Regions from separate parts of the Pan troglodytes genome. Here region 1 is linked to region 2. Evidence: chromatin contacts called from public Hi-C data. All regions are on one chromosome and are shown on one strand. Each heading gives the region's core, a stretch centred on a gene start, on an enhancer-like site or on the middle of the called end of the contact. The rest is flanking DNA. Distances are from core to core; before and after follow the strand shown. Region 1 overlaps ASTN2 (astrotactin 2). Region 2 holds the start of ASTN2 (astrotactin 2).

Evidence for each region. Hi-C and Micro-C count contacts between places; a contact is called where the count stands out from the background.
Region 1: a Hi-C map of induced pluripotent stem cells shows a contact between it and region 2, with 3 times the contacts expected there. The contact joins the enhancer-like site here to the promoter of ASTN2 in region 2. A contact is called at or near these places in 3 of 7 Hi-C or Micro-C datasets (induced pluripotent stem cells and stem cell-derived neural progenitor cells) and 1 of 1 datasets of contacts at active chromatin or transcription factors (stem cell-derived excitatory neurons).

Annotation. Positions count from the first base shown.
Region 1 is chr11:21,372,078-21,375,186 of NHGRI_mPanTro3-v2.0_pri, reverse strand. The region is part of intron 5 of ASTN2 (astrotactin 2); the gene reads right to left. Among named protein-coding and RNA genes, the nearest start is that of ASTN2, 340 kb to the right of the region's middle. Within about 2 kb of position 1,491, at least 3 of the 24 cell types and tissues checked have an H3K27ac peak or open chromatin away from gene starts, as enhancers often do. A contact at or near this core is called in induced pluripotent stem cells, where this site is marked.
Region 2 is chr11:21,030,746-21,033,880 of NHGRI_mPanTro3-v2.0_pri, reverse strand. ASTN2 (astrotactin 2) reads right to left here and starts at 1,720. Exons shown (of 23, transcript XM_009457169.4): 1 at 1,249-1,720. The coding sequence starts at 1,690.

The DNA.
Region 1 (3,109 bases), core at 242-2,741, 340 kb before region 2:
TTATCTTGTTTGGTATTCCAGCTCCTTGGGAGGCCTCTAAATTCATATCTAATACAGACTTCTCTAGTCTCAGCTGGTTTCAGACACTGTGGATCGTAATGCTGAGAGTATGAAAACAAATGCCTTCTGCCCAAACCATCATCTTTCAATTACAAATCACTCTGTCAATTTGCAAGTGCTTTGGATGCGAACATCTTGCAGTCTGGCACTAGTTAGAGCTGAGAAGAAATTGAGAGAGGATACATGGGGAGAGGAAGAGATGAAAAGAAGAATGAATCAAGGATAGAGGAAGGAGAAAGACAATGGAATCGTCAATTTGAACAGATGTTTAGAACTCATCTAAGTCAGGGCCCTTTCTAGCATAGTTCCAGGGGCCCTGATCTCATGGATCTATGAATTGGAATCCAAGGAGTGGAATGGTGGCTCCTGGAGTTGTGAAATATCATGACACAAAGTCCAACTTTATTTATTTATTTATATATTTAGCAGTGGGTGAAACTAAGGTATACAGAATTTAAGTGGCTCCTCTAACAAGTGTCAGCAAAGTAATGGCGGAACTAAAAACTTTGACTTCTAATTCAGTGCTCTGTAGCATACAAAGGGTTAGGTATCCAAACATAAAAGAAAACATGGAGGTATGGACAAAGAGTGATTTGCAGGTAAGGCAAAAGAGTTAAGACTTCAAAGAGGAAAAACAAGACGAAGAAGGAATAGAGATGAAGAGAGATCAAGAAGATATCTACAAAAGAGAAAAGGAGGGATGGAGAACAAAAAGACAGGGGCAGAGAATCTGTAAAAAACAGAGGAAGTCAAAGACGATATAGTGCAGCACAAATTCAAACAAAATGAAAGAGAGAGAAAGACTGCCGAAATAAAAATGCAGGGTTAGATAACTGGTTAGTCGCTCTCCGATGAAAATATCTAATGCACCCCCCTTGCTGGTATGCATGAGGTCCTGGCCTCTTAATGAGTCCCCAGGCTTCCTATGACCAGGCCTGGCTGACCTCCCCCACAACTCATTCCGCTCAGCTTCCTGCCTCCAGGGGTGTCTTCTGCAGGGACTGTCCTGCTTCTCCACTCCACTCCTGGATATTGCTTGGTTCATTCCACCTAATCCTTTGCAATATCATCTATTTCAGGGAATCTTCCCATCGCCTCTTCCTACTGTCCACCCTCCAGTCCAGGCAGGGTTGTGAGACCCTCTTCTGGATCCCACAACACCCCACAAACTCCCATTATATTATTTATCACAATGGATGGCTAATCTCTGTTTTAATGTTACCATTTTTCTCCCAACATACTGTAGATTTCCTAGGGCCAGGAATTAGGTTGGATTCATCGTGTATCTCCAGCAATTACTGCAGGGTGAAAAATATACTGTTACACTCAATGCATGACTGATGAATGAATGAAGGGACAAACCACTCCTCCTCTCAGGAGTGACAAATTATGTCGACAACCACTGGGGGGTGCTCTTGGGTAACTCCAGCAATGGGCCTGGGGGAGCAGGCAGTGGAATTTCTCTGTTACAAACACCTCAGCAAAGCAGAGAAGGCAAAAGTGATACCAAACTGGAGAGATCCTTCTAGACTTCACCAGGTGAGGCTGAGAACGGAACAAAGCCTGCCCTAGTGGATGAAAGAATAAAATGAAAGTCAGAGAAAATGGACTCGAGTCTATGGAACTGGTTAGCTCTGTGGTCTGGGGGAGTCACTCATCACTGAAGGGCAGCAGTTCACTTGATTCACACAAGCCCAGGCGATGGCCATTATTATCCCCAGCCCTCACCTGCCGGGAATAGAAGGATGAATGAGCAAGACAACGTTCTGTTCTATTGAGGAAAAAAAAGACCTTAATAGTACAGGAATGGGGTTATCTGGAATTCTTATTCTAATTGCCAACATTTATTGCATATTTTCTATGTCAAACATGATTCCAAGCACTAGCAATACAGGTCTGAGCAAGTCACTGCCCCATGTTGCCCGTTCTCTAGAGGAGGAGGAGGAGAAGGAGGAATAGAGACGTGCAAGACTAACCACAATTTTAAGAAAGGAACAAGGGCTTGATGACAAAAGAGATATAGGTAACATGCCACCACAGTGACATTTGGTCTGAGGGATCAGGGAAAGCTTCAGAAAGGTGGTAACATTTTTCCCAACCAGACCTACTAGGACATTTAGGTTTTATTAGACAGAGCTGAGTCAACATGATACTCTAGGCTGATGGAACAGCCCAGCAGATACTAGCAGGCGAAGATGTGCAGGGTGTGTTTGTGGAAGTGTGAGCAGAAGATGGAATGGAAGTAAAGGCTAGAGAGGTGGATTTGGCTAATATTAACAGCAGGCAGGATGCGCTGTCAGAACAGCAGAAGTGGCAATAGTTGGGGTGGAAGTGGCTGCAGCTACAGGGGCCACAGTAGCAGCTGCTTTGATGGTGCAGGGTGCCAAGAATTATACTAAGGGCTGTGTATACAATACCTCTTTCAATCCTAAATATCTACATATCTATCTATATATTATACAAATACACATACATATGTATATGCATGCATGTGTATATTTATGTATATGCATAGGAATGTCTATTTTATCAACATGTAGTTTTTATTTCCATTTCCTAAGTGAAGACCATGAGACACAGAGGGGTTAAATAACATATCCAAGGTGAGTAAGCAGCGAAGTCATTATCTACACCGAGGTCTGTAAATTTCCAGAGGCAATGCTTTTAAATGCTATACTACACCTCACCCATTGTCAGGCTAAGAAGTTGAGAATTTATCATGTAGGCCAAGAGGGAGACACCAAAGGTATCTAAGGGAATAACACAATCTAACAAATGTTTTCAGAAGATGACTCTAGGGCCACTCCTGCCCCAACATCCTTGGGCGATCCCTGCCCTCCTATTTTTAATGGAGCCCCTTCTGGGGCAAGAAGGGGTGGACATGGTCCATTTGTAGCAGTCCCCAAATCTCCCAAAGGAGTCCAGGATGAGCCCAGCCCCTCTGACAAATGCTCCAGCCTCCCCTAGCCCCAGGGAGTGATTTATCAGCACAGCGTCAGCGCCTCTGCCCAGCAGCCTGTGATCCAAGGCTGGCGGCCCAGGCTGGGGT
Region 2 (3,135 bases), core at 471-2,970:
ATTCTGTGGGTCTTTTCAGGCGAGCAAGGAGTTAACCTCGGAAGTTCAGGGATCGTAAAGGTTCTCACCTGGAAGGCCCCTCACCTGCGGTGCCCGAGGCGGATCCCGCCGAAGAAAAGACCCGGGGAAGAAGAGCTCCGGGTCTGGGCGAGCCCCTGGCGCCTCACGGGCGCTGTTGTTGGCCAGACTCCGACAACCAATAAGGCCCCGCGCCCCCAAGAGGGGAGGGGAGAGCGAGCAAGCAGCGAGCGCGGGAGAGCTAAGGGGAACAACATTTTTGTAAACGCTCTCCGAGATAATTAAGCTATCAATTACCCGGGTGGGAAATCAGCTGCGCTTCCCACAGCTCCACTGAAGGGCCGACTCCTCCGGGATTCGCGCAGGGAACCAGCAGGCAGCAAGCTGCTGGCGAACTTTTCTGATTAACTTTTCCGTTGGAGCCCCCCACCCACACCCATCTCCTCTCCTCTCCTTTTTCTTGCCTTTAAGTAATTATTATTAGCCCAGGGAGTGAGCTGCAAGGACAAACCGGCTCTCTGCCGGGAGGTGGGTAGAAAGGGAAGGCGGTAACGGGGGTAGAGGGAGGCTCTAAACGTGGAGACCTCGGAGTCGGAATCCCAGTTCTCAGCAACCACTCAAGTCTCTCCAGCCCCATTTCACAGATGGCCAAAACTGAGGCTCAGAGAAGGGAAGCGACTTGGCCAAGGCCACTCAGCCCATGCGGAAGCCACGCTTTTGCGGGTTGAGCGATTCCACACGGAACTACTCCATTCCTACTCTCATGAAAATCCATCTGGAAGGGCAGAACCCGCAACTCCGAGGCGAGAGCGAGGGGGCGGTGACGGCGGGTGGCCAGTGACGGTACCCGGAGAAGTGGGCGGCTCGACCTGAAACTGGCTTAGGATCTGGGATGCTCCGGCCCCTAGCCAGAGCACCTTCAGTGAATGGGGTCTCCGGCTTCCGGGATGGATCAAGCAGAGCTCCAGGTCGGGACTGAGAGGCAGAGGCGCAGGTTCCCACTGCGGGAGGGTTGGCACGCCCCCAGGCTCCCGCCGCGCGCTCTCCAGGACCTCCTCCCACATGCTCGTTTCCAACCACCTGTGCGACCTCTGGGCCCCTCCTCTACCCTCTGCCAACCCCACTCGGGGCAGCCCCGGGCGGGGATCCCCAGGGCGCCCCCACCCGTCCGGCATGACGCAGGGGCTCGGGGTTCCTTGGGATCTAGCGCGTGCCGGCGCCCAGCCTTACCCAGGGTGAAGAAGGGCAGCTCGGTGTTGTCCAGGTCGTCCTGCACCGCGATGCGCCCCGGCAGCTCGTTACGCACAAAGAGCAAGAGGCGCGACTCGGCGGCGGTGCCGGCAGAGCCAGGAGAGCCCGGGGACGCGGCGGCGGCGGCTCCGGCCCCGGTTCCAGCCCCGGCCCCGGCGCGGGCGCCGCTCCAGCCGATGTCGCTCTCCCGCAGGGCGGGCAGTGTGGACACCGTGACGGTCTTCAGCCGGCACGGGCTGTCGGGCTCCCGCGAGGCAGCGGCGGTGGCGCCAGCCAGCAGCGGCGGCGGCGGCAGCAGGAGCAGGAACAGCAGCAGCAGCAGCGGCAGCAGTGGCGGCGGCCCCGGGTGGAAGCGGAGCCTCGGCCGCCCCCGGAGCCCCGAGCCGGGGCCGGGGCTGAGCCGGGCGCCGGCGGCGGCCATGGCGGGAGAGGCTGCGGTGCTGCGGGCGGCGGCGGCGGTGGCGAAGGAGGAAGAGGAGGCAGCTGCGGAGACGGCGGACGCCGAAGCGAACCAGGACGCCCGAGCTAAGGAGCGGAGAGAGCCGCTCGCCAGCAGCCCCCAGCTCTGGGCTCCGCCTCCCGATCGGCCCTGGACCGCCCCCCCGCGCCGCCTCCCCGGGCCCAGCCGCCCGTCCCCGATCTCCGGCTCCCCCCGCAGACCCCGAGCGTTTCGGAGGCTCCGCCCGCCCTCGTGCAAGTCCCAGTGGCTCCCTCCCCTTTCCCAAGATCCCCCAATCCCGCCCTCACAGCATTCTTTAGCCACAACACCCCTCCCTAAACTCCCAAAATTCCTAATACTTAGGGCCCCCTCGGGCCCCCCAAACCCCCCTGACAACCCAGTTCTCCTGGCTTCACCCCACCTTCGGCTCAACCCAGAGGCTGCACCTGGGGGCGCGCCTTGGCCCAGCCTTGCTCAAGGCCCCGCCTTCTTGGGGATAGGGAGCCCCCTGGATAGCCAAGACTTAACTTTGTCTCCCCTCAGGCCCAAGAACAAGTCCTTTCTCCAATCTCCTACCCTTTTCTAGTCTCTGAAATAACTTCCTGTAGCCTCAGAGCCCCCTTCCCACCCACTTGGCCACAACTCCTGCATTCATTCTCCCACTGCCCGCAAACCTTCCTCTCCCCTCCATCCAGGCCTTGGTGCTAGCACTAATTGCTAATGGACAGAGGGGCGTCGAACTCCACCGTCTAACGCCGACCCCACAACTGACTGAAGCCGGGCTGTTCTGGCCCCCTAGCTGCCGCCCTGCAAGCCAGCCCACTCACGCTTTTTTATTTTGGATCCCTGCTCCCAGCTTGGAGCAGCTCTACTTGGCTGCTTCTGCTCTCTGTGTGAAATTCCTGAAAAGGGTGTGAGGTAGAGACCTACTATTCTGTCTGTCCTTGGCTCCCGGGTCTTTTAGATCCTCTGCCCAAGTCCCAGAGAACGGGAGTGCTCACCATTTCTTCACCTGCAGTCTTTCTAGACTCAAGTTGAGCTAGGTCCTCAGATTCAGCACCCTTTGGTCTTGGGCTGACTCTGTCTCTGACCCACATACCTGAGACCCTCCAGGGAGCGGACACCTCTGCATGGGTCAAGTGCCGTGCACCCCCTTCCCCACTCCCCTACTTTTCTTCATCTTCCCTGTCTTTGTTTTCTGTTTCATCTCTCCATTCATTTCCTTCCTTCTCATCTTGACTTTAATCTTATAAATGCTTCTTTCCTATAATTTGTGAGCAACTTCTCATCTCTGTCTAGCTTACCCATCTGCACCTTTTGTGCTGTCTCTATGCATTCACTTTTCTCTTAGCTCTTCCCTCTTCTGTCTCGTTCCCCTTTTCTGTCTTTAACCCTTCATATAAATTGCTTTTCTCCTCTCTCATCAT